Regions from separate parts of the Arachis hypogaea genome. Here region 2 is linked to region 1. The links are chromatin contacts, called in public Hi-C maps. All regions are on one chromosome and are shown on one strand. The core of a region is the stretch at or near the end of the contact, and the rest is flanking DNA. Distances in the headings are between cores, read along the strand shown. Region 1 holds the start of LOC112783553 (deSI-like protein At4g17486). Region 2 has its middle 65 kb from the start of LOC112786030.

Evidence for each region. Hi-C and Micro-C count contacts between places; a contact is called where the count stands out from the background.
Region 2: a Hi-C map of an unstated tissue shows a contact between it and region 1, with 8 times the contacts expected there. The contact joins the enhancer-like site here to the promoter of LOC112783553 in region 1. A contact is called at or near these places in 6 of 8 Hi-C or Micro-C datasets (leaf and an unstated tissue).

What each region holds. Positions count from the first base shown.
Region 1 is chr20:116,263,875-116,270,638 of arahy.Tifrunner.gnm2.J5K5, reverse strand. It overlaps LOC112783553 (deSI-like protein At4g17486), which reads left to right and starts at 3,916. Exons shown (of 3, transcript XM_025826541.2): 1 at 3,916-4,447; 2 at 4,529-4,816; 3 at 5,461-6,079. The coding sequence starts at 4,309. The coding sequence ends at 5,708.
Region 2 is chr20:116,332,055-116,338,818 of arahy.Tifrunner.gnm2.J5K5, reverse strand. No RefSeq gene overlaps it. Among protein-coding and RNA genes, the nearest start is that of LOC112786030, 65 kb to the left of the region's middle. Within about 2 kb of position 4,003, at least 2 of the 3 cell types and tissues checked have open chromatin away from gene starts, as enhancers often do.

The sequences.
Region 1 (6,764 bases), core at 2,667-5,166:
ATTACTATTCTTGCATGAATAAGATAAATATCTAACCCCTGTAGACATAGACAAAATCATTTGTGTTGAAATTCCTGATCCTGATGTTGACAATGAATATTACGAAGCTTTGAAGAGTTTTATGCTTCATGGTCTATGTGGTATTAGCCTACCAATTTCACCTTACATGGAGGAACGGTGTTGCATATGTCATTTTCCTAAGAAATTCAATCAAGTCACTATAGTTGACAAAGATGGTTACCCTGTTTATAGGCGTCGAGATAACGGACACATAGTGGAAGTCTCAGGAATTCATCTTGACAACAGGTACATCGTGCCACATAATAGATTATTGTTACTAAAATATTGTGCTCACATTAATGTTAAATGTTGTAACCAGTCAAGATCTATCAAGTATTTTTTCAAATATGTAAACAAGGGAAGTGATCATGTCACAACCTCTTTTTCCTCAAACTCAATTAGTGGCAAAGCAGGTGTAGAAGATGATGAAGTGAAAATGTTTTACGATTGCCGATATATATATCTCCTTGTGAAGCTGCCTGGAGGATATTTTTCTATGACATTCACTACAGAAATCCATTTGTTGAGAGGCTTAGCTTTCATCTGCCAGATCAACAACCTATTCTGTTTATAGATAATGAATCATTAGTTAAAGCTGTTGCAAAGGCGATTGTTAAAGAGTTAATGTTCCTAGCTTGGTTCACATCTAATAAAGAATATGATGAGGCTAGAGAACTAACTTATAACGAGTTTCCAAGCAAGTTTATTTGGAAATCCTCACCTCAAGCTTGGCAACCCAAGAAAACACATTACGTGATTCGAAGGATGATCTACATTCCACCATCATCCGGTGAGTTATATTATTTAAGATTGTTGCTTAATATTGTAAAACGACTAACAAGCTATGCAGATATCCGAACTTACAATGGCGCCATCTACTCATCATTTCGAAATGCATGCTATGCACGTGGCTTACTTGATGACGATAGAAAACATATTGATGCCATTCAAGAAGCAATTCATTGGGGCTCAGGTCATTATTTGAGAAGGTTGTTTGTGATTCTATTGTGGTCTAACTCAATAGTGTGACCTGAAGCTATCTGGGAAAAATAGCCATGCTATTAAGTGATGGAATTTTGCATGATCATAGAGTTATGTTTGGCTTATATGGTAAGAAAAGGATTGCAATAACTAACCTTTCAATTAAATTTGACATGTTTAAAATGTTAGCAATATGTTTTCCTGTTATTTTTTTTATCTGCCATATGTTTTCATCTCCAATAATAAATAATATCTTTACTTTGTCAGCATTTCAGATTTGATTTTCAGTGATGAAGAATTAAAGGAACTAACTTTGATTGAGATTGAGCAAATCTTGAACAATAATGGGAAAAGCTTGCGAGATTATCCTACGATGCCATTTCCATCACGAGATACCAACCATCTTAGAACACAAAATAAAATGATATTTGATGAGTTAAATTATGATCGTATCGTATTAGAAGGCTAACACAATGACTGCCTCTCAAAATTAACTGCAGAGCAAAGGAGGGTATATGATAAGATCATCAATGCAACAGAAAGTCAACATGGACGTGTATTCTTTTTGTATGGCTATGGAGGTACAGAAAAAACTTCCCTTTGGAAAAGTTTAGCTTCCGCACTAAGATCAAATGGACAAATAGTGTTAATTGTTGTATCTAGCAGCATTGCCTCTCTATTGTTACCTGGAGGTCGGACTACACATTCTAGGCTTGCCATACCATTAACTCCAGATGAGTTCTCTACTTACAACATCAAGCAAGGAAGTCTATTAGCAGAATTAATTGTAACAGCTAAGCTAATTATTTGGGACGAAGCTCCTATAATGAGCAAATTTTGCTTCGAAGCATTGGATAAGACAATGAGAGATTTGATGAGGTCATGATAAGAACCTACAATTGCCATTCAGAGGTAAAACAATTGTCTTTGGTAGGAATTTCAGGCAAATTTTGCCAGTGATCCCAAAAGGAACAAGACAAGACATCGTAAATTCGTCTTTAAACTCCTCATACCTATGGCAGCATTATAAAATATTAAGGCTCACCGTAAACATGCGATTGCAATCTATGACTACAGATAGTCAAGTAGAAGATTTAAAGCAGTTTCCTAAATGGATTCTTCATGTTAGAAACTAAAAATCTGAAGGAACCTCTAATGGATGTAATATGACAAAAATACTGCTTGAATTCCATATCACTGATTATAATGATCATATTCAAGGAATTGTTGAAGCAATATATCCTTATTACATTGCTAACATGGCTAATGAAAGCCACTTAAAAGGTCGAGCGATTTTAGCTCTTACAATTAATGTCATAGATGAGGTGAATGATTACCTGACTGTATTGAACAACAATGAATACAAGACGTATGTTAGTTCCAATACATGTGTTTCCGAGGGAGGTGTCAATGCAATTGAAGCCATCCACACACCGAAGTTTTTAGCAATAATTAGGTGCTTAGGGGTTCCAAATCATGAAATGAAGCTAAAGGTTGGTTGCCTGATATGCATATTAGAAACATTGATCACTCACCAGGGTTTTGCAATGGTACGCGGTTGATAATTACAATACTTGGAGAAAAAGTCATCGAGGCAAAATTGTTAAATTCCAAAAGCTGTGTCGATAAGGTCTTTATTCCAAGAATGACACTCACACCGTCAGATGTCAGGTTACCATTTAGATTCTAAAGGAGACAATTTTCTGTGATGCTTTCTTACGTAATGACAATAAACAAAAGTCAAGGATAATTCATGGACCACGTGAGTTTGCTACTCAAAAAAAACCTATTTTTATACACAGGCAACTTTATGTTGCCATCTCAAGAGTGACAAATAAGAAATGGTTGAAAATTCTAATTGCTCATGATGAAAACACAGACAAGGCTGAGAATGTTGTCTACTCTGAAGTCTTTAGAAATATATGACAATGCATTCAACATTAGGTATTGTTTAAAGCTTTCATGATTTATATATACATAAATTTTTGCTCATAAAAAGCAATTTATTCCTTAGATCACATTGTTGTGACTTTATTGCCAATCACAATGCTACATTTCATCAACATTATTTTCTTATTGCAATTTATATCATAATGTATAATTTTCTTATATTTAGCTCAATCTTACGGATCGAGTGAGAACATCAAAATCTTTAATTTTAAATATTTAAAATTTTGCCACATGAGATATCAGATATCTTATCATCAACAAGGGATTAAGACTCATATTGTTCACTTAGGTAATCTTACTCAATCACAATCATCAGAATATATGCCATCTATTTTTTTTTTCTATTATTCATATCATCAAAACATTACTCAGGGATAACAAAATAATATCAACTTCTTCACCTATCCTTTTTTTTCTTTATATAAATCGGTTCTAAGTGCTTTAGAATTTCCATATAGTTTTCTAAATCATAATGATGCTCTTCGATTTTCAACACCAAATAAAAAACTAAATACGTATTCACTTCATCTTATCATATACTGCATTTGTATTGTCTATGCATAACGCGAGTGTCTTGCTAGTATATATATATAATTTAATTTTGATGTATTATCACTGTAAAATAATTTTACACGTGCATTCAATTACGTTATACCAGCAAAAATAACTACTTTTCACATTGATTGCATAAATAATTGCTCGCATGACTGTGTAAAATATTTCACACTGTCAATACATCAAAATTAGACTCATATATATATATATATATATATATATAGAGACATTCTTTAATTAATTATTAAAATAATTAAATTTGATATAAAATTAATCAATATCTTTTATGCATACTAAATACATCTCCATACAATAATTGGTTGGTGGATGAAAAGTTTTTTAATTCATGTAACATGATTGGTTTAAAGTAAACAATAAAGAAAAATGAAATGATTTTTATATGTTTTGTTTTAATTTAAAATAATTTATTGAAATGAATATGAATAGATATAAATAGCAAAAATAATAGTACATATAAAAAGTTAGTTAAAATTTTAAAGAATTATGAAAAACTTAAAAAATATTTGGCATTTGAATAATAAATTTGCCAAAGAAATAAAATCCTCCAAAAGTTGTTTCTCTAATAAATCTTAAGAAACTGAGAGGATATAACTGTGTGATGAATAATAGTGTGGTACCCAGTTGGCTGTGGAGAGCAGAGACGATATAATAATAGTAATAATAAATGAAAAAAGCGAAAGCTGGGTGAAGAAACAAAGCAAGTTATTCTGGAATTTTTCCCTCCGAAGAAGAAGAGAAATTATGCTGCGGAAACTGGTGACGGTGCCGGGGAAGAAGAAACCGGGCACAGTGCCGGTTTATCTGAACGTGTACGATCTGACTCCCATTAACGGCTATGCCTATTGGCTTGGCCTCGGTGTCTATCACTCTGGTGTTCAAGGCAATCTCCTAACTAACCCTACCTTTGGCTTTCTTCTTTCTTCAATTTCTGTTTCCTAATTCTGTTTTTTTCTGCAAGCAGTTCATGGAATCGAATATGGTTTCGGTGCGCACGAGCACGATACGACGGGGATCTTCGAGGTTCAGCCACGGCACTGCCCTGGCTTCACTTTCAGGAAATCGATATTCATAGGAACAACGGATCTGGGCCCCAAAGATGTTAGGGCTTTCATGGAGAAGCTTGCTCACCACTACTCTGGCAACACCTACCACCTCATCTCCAAGAATTGCAACCACTTTTGCAACGATGTTTGCCTCAAGTTAACCGGAAAATCTATCCCTAGATGGGTTAATCGACTTGCTAGACTCGGTAACCAACACACAATGCTTCTTGCATTTCATTTTCTGCTCGACTCATGATAATTCAAATCCTATGTTTCTCATTCTGGATTTCAGAGATATAACTAAATGTGTTTTTTCCCATATGCTTCGGGGGGGAGTGCATTCATGGTTTCAATGTTTGCATGACCTAAAGGTCTAAAGTTCCATTTTTGTTTATCTAATAGAATGAATTTTAGCATAAGGCCAATGAAAGCTTATGTATAATATTCACGCAAAATCCAAAAGAAGTTTTTGCGCAAAGGGTTGTGTTAGAGATATAATTATTGATAAGGAAAATGGTTTATGACAATACCATTATCCAGTCCGGCAGTCCCTATAAGTTTAGGGTCGTTTTGCGGGAACTACAATCTTTCACATGTCAAAAGGGTAGTTTACCCTTCAGATTAACCTTTTCTTTCTCGTAGCTCTTACTTGAATCAACTCACTTGTTAATTGATTAATTCTCATAAATACTATGTTCTGAGATGCACTTCTTGTGTGATTCATGTTTATATGCCCTATCTCTAAAAATTAATCTAGAAATCCTGAATACATGTGAGTGAGATTTTGATCTAAGAGGGCTTGTTGAAAGGATTTAGCATTTACGATCATGTTATGATTTTTAAATTGAAGGTCTTCTCTGCAACTGTGTTCTTCCTCCGGGGCTTAACGACACCAAGGTTCGACAAGTTACATCAGAAAAGGTTCAGGAAGGAGAGAAGAAGAAGATGAGGAGTCAATCAAGCAGGTACGAGGGTTCCTCCAATCCTCCATCAGTGCCGCGAGGTTCGGCGATTAAAAGTAGTAGCCAAAGACATTGCCTTCCACCATCTTCGTCCCTGATTAGTGCTCCTTCAGGTTCAACCTTAACAGTAAAGTAAATCTATTGCAGCACTCAATTCAAAGTCTCTATGCCACCAGGTTGGGTGATTAAAAGTAGTGGCCAAAGGCATTGCCTTCCACCATCTTCATCTTTGATTAGTGCTCCTTCAGGTTCAACCTTAACAGTAAAGTAAATCTATTGCAGCACTCAATTCTTAAGTCTCTGGAATATGTAGGGCTTTTAGGAACTATGTCAAATGTGAGCAACCTAGGTTTGAACAGGGTAGGAAAATTGTTCATCTTGCTCTCCATCTTTCTGTTCTGCCATAGTGGCTATAGCTACTATGTAATGGTTGCTTTGTTTTGTCACTGTTATTTTTTAAATGCTTGCTTTCTTCAGTTCAGTGAATGAAGAGTTCCTTTATCTCTACATGTTTGTCTAAATCACTCTACAGCACGGAGAAAATCTTAGCCAGGCTTATTCTATCACTGTAATCTTTTAGGCCGTCAAATTATAATTCAAGTATTCAACCTACGCAAAAGCAGGGAATCATGATTTGTCTTTGTATTGTAAAACGCATAACATCACTTGTCTAAAGATTGAATGTGGTTAATATATTTCATAGTGGTTAACAAATGCTCTAAAAGTTTCTATAATGCTCATTTTTATTTATATTCTATATAAGTTAAATAAAAAAAAACAAAGAATTAGGGGTTGTTACTTGTGAGTCTTGTTTAAATTGTAATGCGTAAATGCTCGTATTTATCTTTGATTTGACGGGGGAATGGGGTGGGATTTTTATGTAATCAAAGAAGGCATAATATCCGAGGATGAGACTTAGAGGACCAGGTGCTCTGGCTTCCGCTTTAATTTTCATGGTAATGGGCTTTAACATTCAATTGGACAGTGGTAATCATGAGGTGTTAAAGTAGCAAGTAGAAGATTTTCAAAAATAAAAAAAAACCAAAGAGAACGCCTTATCTAATTGGTTGACTACATTAAAAAGGACTAGGCCCAACTAACTAGAATACAATAATGAATAAAAACTAGTATCCTTTATCTTCAACAGTTTTGTTGAGAAAAGAATGTTGACGGGCTAATTTTTTTAGAGATG
Region 2 (6,764 bases), core at 2,754-5,253, 68 kb before region 1:
AATATTACAAAAGGATGGATGAACTTTTTTAAAGTGGACAAAACTTACGTGAAAGTTGCTGTCAAGTATTCTAGTTCTTGTAGAACACTTGAAAACTAACATTATAAGTTCTCTTGTTTTTCTAGTTAATAAAAAATAAAGAATAATAAGAATTAGAGGAGAGTAAGTGAAAAAGATGGTCTCAAAAGTCTCAAATTAATTGAATTGGAGTGAAACCTTTTTATAGTATTATGTTCTTAGTGACTAAGTTATTTTGGAGGGAGAGCACATTACTCCATGTTGATAATGACATATTCAATCTACTCCTCTCTTTTTCTAAAATTAGTCATTTAATGAGGTAGTTGTCAAAACTTATAATTTTTTTTTTTGAGTATTCTCTTTTTATTTTAAGTTTACTTAGCTAAATAAAATTGTGAAAAAAAAAATTAATCTCAACAAATTAAGATACCAGTTCTATCACTCTTCCAGTCTTTTAATGTTCTTTACGAGAAATGTTAAAATTATACTTTTAACGTACAATCTGACCGATTCCTTTCTAACAGCATACTGATCCATAATATTCTTAATTAAACGATCCCTTGACACATACATATATCAATTAATATAAAATATATGTATGTTGATATTTTGAGTACTTAGCAGGTAAATGTATGCTTGACAAAGGTGCTTAGCATCCTACCATGAAGAAGCTTTGCTAATTTATCTCTGTTCAAACTTCAAAGACAAGATTAACAACTAATAAAATTAAACGAAGCAAGCCTGAAAGACAAGCCATCCAAATTAAGGTGAATGCTTCCAAACTCAAAGCGAATTCTTGGGTGAGTTACCCAAGTTAACGTGTTACATATCTATCTTATTGGTCTAGATGCTAGATGCATGCTATTTATTACTATTCTGGGTCTACCATATAACTAACCACATTCTCAGTTAACATAATTTCACTTAGGCGTGTTCAAATTTAAACCGATCTAAATTGAACCGCTCATTCAATCCAATTTAAATTAAAAACCGATTAAAACCACACTAATTCAAATTTGATTGGATTCTATTTTTTATAAACTGCTAGATCGGACCGAATTTCGGATTTACTTTTCATAACCAATCCAATCCAATCCAAATCGCACAATTTGCTATAATATTATTATTTTATTATTATATTTACAATTATACTTATAACATGTTCAATTTTTTATACATTTTATATTATTCATGTATTATTATTATTTAATAAATATTTTAAATTCAAAATATTATTTACTTATTTATTTATTTTAACTAATTTATAATTTTATTTCTATTATTATGTTATCGTTGGTTTTTTAAGATATTGTTGAGACTTGTTATGTCATTGTTGTTTATTTAAAATTTGATGTTGAGACTTGTTATATGTATTTAATTTTTTTAATTTATAAAACCGCAACTCCAATCCAATCCAAACCGCTTGAAATTGGATCGGATCAGATCGAATTTTTTTTAAAAAGCATGCAATCTAAACCACACCGCAAGTAAAATTAGTGTTCGAATCGAATGAATTTTTTACTCAAAATCGATCCAAACCGCACCGCAAACACCCCTAATCCCACTCAATACTAGTGGACCCTTTTTATCCCCATTTAGAGAAATAAAAAAACCATTAAATAAATAGATTTAAATATATGAAACTGATCAAAATTCACTTCGTTCTAAAAATCCAACAATGGAACATGGTATATATATTTAAATGAGTAATGATTAAATTAGTCTCTGAAAAATTATTCGTTTTTTTATTTGTCTCTAAAAAATTTTTTTAATCAAATTCGTTCTTTAAAGATTTTAAATTAGTCATGTTAGTCCTTCTGTATTTTGTTTGTTAATAGTGTCAAAATTTGCTAACGTTACACGTTATTAAGTGACACCCTAACACACTACGCCTAAAAGTCTTAATTGACTATTAACATGATTAATTTATAAAATTAGATAAAATCAACCACAAATTGATGAATTCCAATTATCTCAAGTTGTTCCCATAATTAGGTTTTGATTTGATCTAATTTCATAAACTTATTATATTAATAGTCAATTAAGACTCATAGGTATGTGTTGGAGTGTCACTTAATATGTCACATTAGCAAATTTTGACACCATCAACAAACAAAGTGACAGAAAGACTAAGATGACTAATTTAAAAATTTTAAAAGACAAATTTGATTAAAAAAATCTTTCGTAGACCAAATTAAAGAACGAGTGATATTTTAAGGATTAATTTAACAATTTACTCATATTTAAATTTGTAAAATGTGCAAATGATAAAGGAAATTATGGCTCAACTTTTACCTCCCTTATATTCACATTTTCAAACAGTAAAGAGGGATTATGCATGGTTTTTGTAAATAACATAGAACAACAAAAAAATTTGTAGAGAAATTAAAGATGATTCTAACACAAACTTAAGTTCTTATTTCAATTGCCAAAATCAAATCTTATCCACGGTTCAAAATTAATAACCGCCACTAGTAACAAACTAAAAGTCAACGTTAATTGTCACCCATCCACAAGTGTCTTATTATGGCAAGCAAGAGTTGTATAGCTTCCACTCTTGCACACGTTGTCGGGGGAACTGTAGAACAATACACAACACGATTTGAGGAACATTTTTTGCTGAATAGGTTCAGGTTGTGATTTATGAATCCAAGACCATTATTGATGCCAAGCAAGAGCTGCAACAGCTTCCACTCTCGAAGTGGTTAGGGTTGTGAATCCACGATGGTAAATCTGAATAGGTGTAAATAGAATACCCATAATTAATTGATCCCAAGATTACTAACTCTAATAAATGGCACTACTATATATTTCATCACTAAATTCACTAACAATCATAAGAATATAAAAGAGAAATTTTAAAATAAATACCATATTTTGATTCATAGAAAGATGATCATTACATAAATATATATGTCTTTATATAGACAAAATTTTTTAATAAAATAATATTTTTTTTAACTAATACTTAGTTGTATATATTGGTGGCACAATAAAACTTGTAGAATTTGCTTCAAATTGCATGTTCTAGATTGCTTACTAATAATTAAGGCAATATCACAATATTAAGTAGTAGTTAATTTTGATTTAATATTTTCTAAAATTCTAGCATTTTATTGGTGGTCAAACTTTTAAACTCATGTTTGACTATAACTTCAAGATAGTTCCAAGTTGTTGTGCTTGATTTATATTATCTAACAATTGGGTTTTATGAAATATTTGTAAAATTAAAAAATGATGTTAACTGTTAAGTGAGGTTAAGTTAGTTGAGGATGTGATTAGTTATGATAAACTCGCAGACCAGAATAGTAATAAATTAGCGGATTAATTATTCTGTTGGTATTTTTAATTAGGTTTTTATAATATAAGAATTAGTGATTAAGTCTTTATATTAGACTAAAACTTTTAATTATATTTTTTTATTTTTTTTATTAAAAATATATTTTTTTGAAATCCTTCTTTTTGTGTTTGATGTAAGATGAAATATAAAATATTTAAAAAACAAATATTTTAAATATTTTTTAAAATAGTAACTAATAAAAATTTAATTACAAATTTTTATTTGATATAAAGATTTAATTATAAATTTTTAAACAATAAATATTTGATTAAAAATTTAATAAAATTATAAAATCTAACAAAAAGTAAATAAACTTAAAAAAGCATACATCATTACAGCGAGTATCTAGACCAATACAGTACATACACCCAAGAATTTGCCTCAGGTTTTGAAGCAATCACCCTAACTTAGAGCTAATTTTCACTGCTTAACTAACCCAAAGTTCAGTGACGTAAAATCTCAAAATTGATTGTGCATACATTTCTGATTTCTCTCTGTCCTTTTTTTACTTTTTGGGCTTTATGGGCCTACCCCAAAAATGGAATCGATACATTTCTCTCTCTTTTTTGACTTTATGAGCCTACTGGTTTGGAATACTCGGTAGTGACTAGTGAGCCTAACAAGATCTAAGGAAAGTGAGAATGTCCCAAATTGATAATCTAGATCCCCTTATCCTATTTATTCTTTTCATATGGCCTTTAAGAATTGGGTTTGCCAAAAAGCTAGTGAAAATTGTATCACACTTATAAACTCTAAATGAAAAAAAGTTATTGATGTGAGATTTGAAATACACATGAATACCTTGAGTATATGTGAAAAAAGATTTTCCTTATTAATTGACAATATATAGGGCTGATTTTTGCACCTCGAGAGAATATGAGTATATAGCATGGTTAGAATCAGGATCGACCCGATTAACTGGTTTAAAATAATAAATCACAAAATAATCAATTATATATTATATTCAATTTAATTCCGATTAAACACGGATTGAATTTTTGAATCCTTAAATCTCTAATTTGGTTTTTAGAACCTTGCCTAATAGAGAGAGTAGTTGTTAATTGACAGGCAAGTGAGATAGAAAAGTACTAAAGCTGAATACACCATACATGTGAGTTTGTTTGCCCGTGACAAATCACATAAAGAACCAAAACCTATTCAGCTGGGTACTCTTCTACACCATACATGACCAAACTACAAGGTGCATGTCCCCATCCATAAATATGAACCATTCCTTATGCTTATGCTATTATTCTTGCTGACTGTTTTAAAACTCGTCAATTATTAACACTGCTTGAAAGAAGTAGGAAAACAAAAATCACATTACAAATAAACTACATCACAATAAATAATGTTTAATAATTTGATATGGCATTAAAAATTAGAATACTATGGTTGCTACAAAGCTACGTTTGTCTCAGTAGTGCTTCAGAAGCTTCTTAGCATTAGGATTTAAAAGTGATGGCAGACAATTGAGCACAACTTATGCATCAGCAACAACCGTGGCCCATGAAGATGGGAACTAGTGGTCGCTGAGGCCTGAGGGGATCCAAAGGTCATCTTATATAACCATAAGGATACTTATTTTTATTTGTTCAAATTTATGAATAATAGACACTCATATAGATACCAGATACTTGTATACTTTAATTTTTTTTTTATGAGATACAAAAGCATGGCATACGGCAGGTATATTAAAATATAAATTAATCTTTTAAATATTTTTTAAATTATATATTATTCATAAAATTGGTCACACTAATGATATTTTCGTTTTTTATTTTTACCAAAAATAAGGAGACTCGAATTCGCAACCTCTTAGATGAGTGTGGGGAGATTATGCCATTTGAGATATAACTTATTGGAAATAATATTTTTGTATTTAGATATATTTAAATGTGGTAAAAAAATTATTTTTTAGGATAAAATAATATTTTGGTCCTCCACATTTGGGTCAAATTTTAATTTCAAACGTTTTATTTTTATTCAAAAAAGTTTTAAACAGGATTAATATGGTCCTACCATTAAATTTGATACTAATAATTAATAAAATTAGTGACATGATGATAAAAATCTTACTAGTTAAGTTATATATTCCATGAGTTAGAAAAAATATAACGAAAATCTTTATATTAGTGATAGTTGGTAGATAGATTTTATTTACATACTAAAATTGAATGTGTAAATTATTCGGGTCAAATTTAATGATAAGATAATATTGAACCAGTTAAAACTTTTTTTGGATTGACGTTTAAAAATTTTTAAAACTGAAATAGAATGTTTGAAATGTTAGGATCAACTTAAAATTCGGCTCAAACATTAGAAACCAAAATAATACTTTATCTTATTTTTTATTTATTGTTAAGACATAATTAGATATAAAAATTTACGAATGTCGAATAAATATATCGTATTTAAACTTGTATTCGAGATACAAATACGATCCTTCAACGAAGTCCTTCTTTAAATATTTGGAGCTCGTATTGTATTTTTCTCCAAAGGAAATTAAAAAGGGAGTGAAAATAATATTCACATATATGTTGGTAAAAACTATTATTACTTAAGGGTTTGATTAGTTAATTTTTTAAAAATATCTACAAATAAAAAGTATTGAAAACTTTTAAAAATGCTTGTGATCTGATCTTAACTTTGATTACAGAAACTACTTTCTCCCACCCACCGAACGACTGCACATAGAAATTCCAGAAAAAGGCATCTAACTTCTGTTCCCCACGTCTTCTTTCCGTCTAATTAAAAACAAGAAAGAAGATGAATATGACAGAAAAGATAAGGGAAACTAAAAGAAAGGCATCGATTCCTCTAGTTGTACCAAATTGTTAAAAAACAAAAAGAGGATTTAAAGAGTCGCATGTGAGTTAGTTTTGCTTTTTTAATTTTCATTTTTTTTCCAGAATTTTAATTTCAACAATGTCTTATGTTAGATAATTAGAATATAAAAAAGTTTAGCTAATATATATTTTAAAAGAATAGGTTAAGATTATAGATAGAAGTTTTTAAATTTTTTGTTTAATAAATACATAATAAGTATATTAAAAACTAAATTTTATATTACACCAAATAGACTCATTTACACCAAAAAAAACTAAATTTTATATTTTTTATAAAAATATTTTTAGGATACATACTCTAAAAACACGTATTAACTAAATTCATATAAATATATAATCATAACTTTAATAATATACTTAGTCTATTATTCCTCTCTAGAGTTTTATGTTTTTTTAAAGTTTATTATTTTACATATGTCAACTAAAATTATCAAGAAATTAAACCAGAATGTGCTCTACTGATATTTAAGAGCGACTTAATAATCGTGAAGCTACTGCACAGTATTTTATTCATATTTGCTCCTTTAGTCTGTAAAGTATTTAGATTCCACCTAATT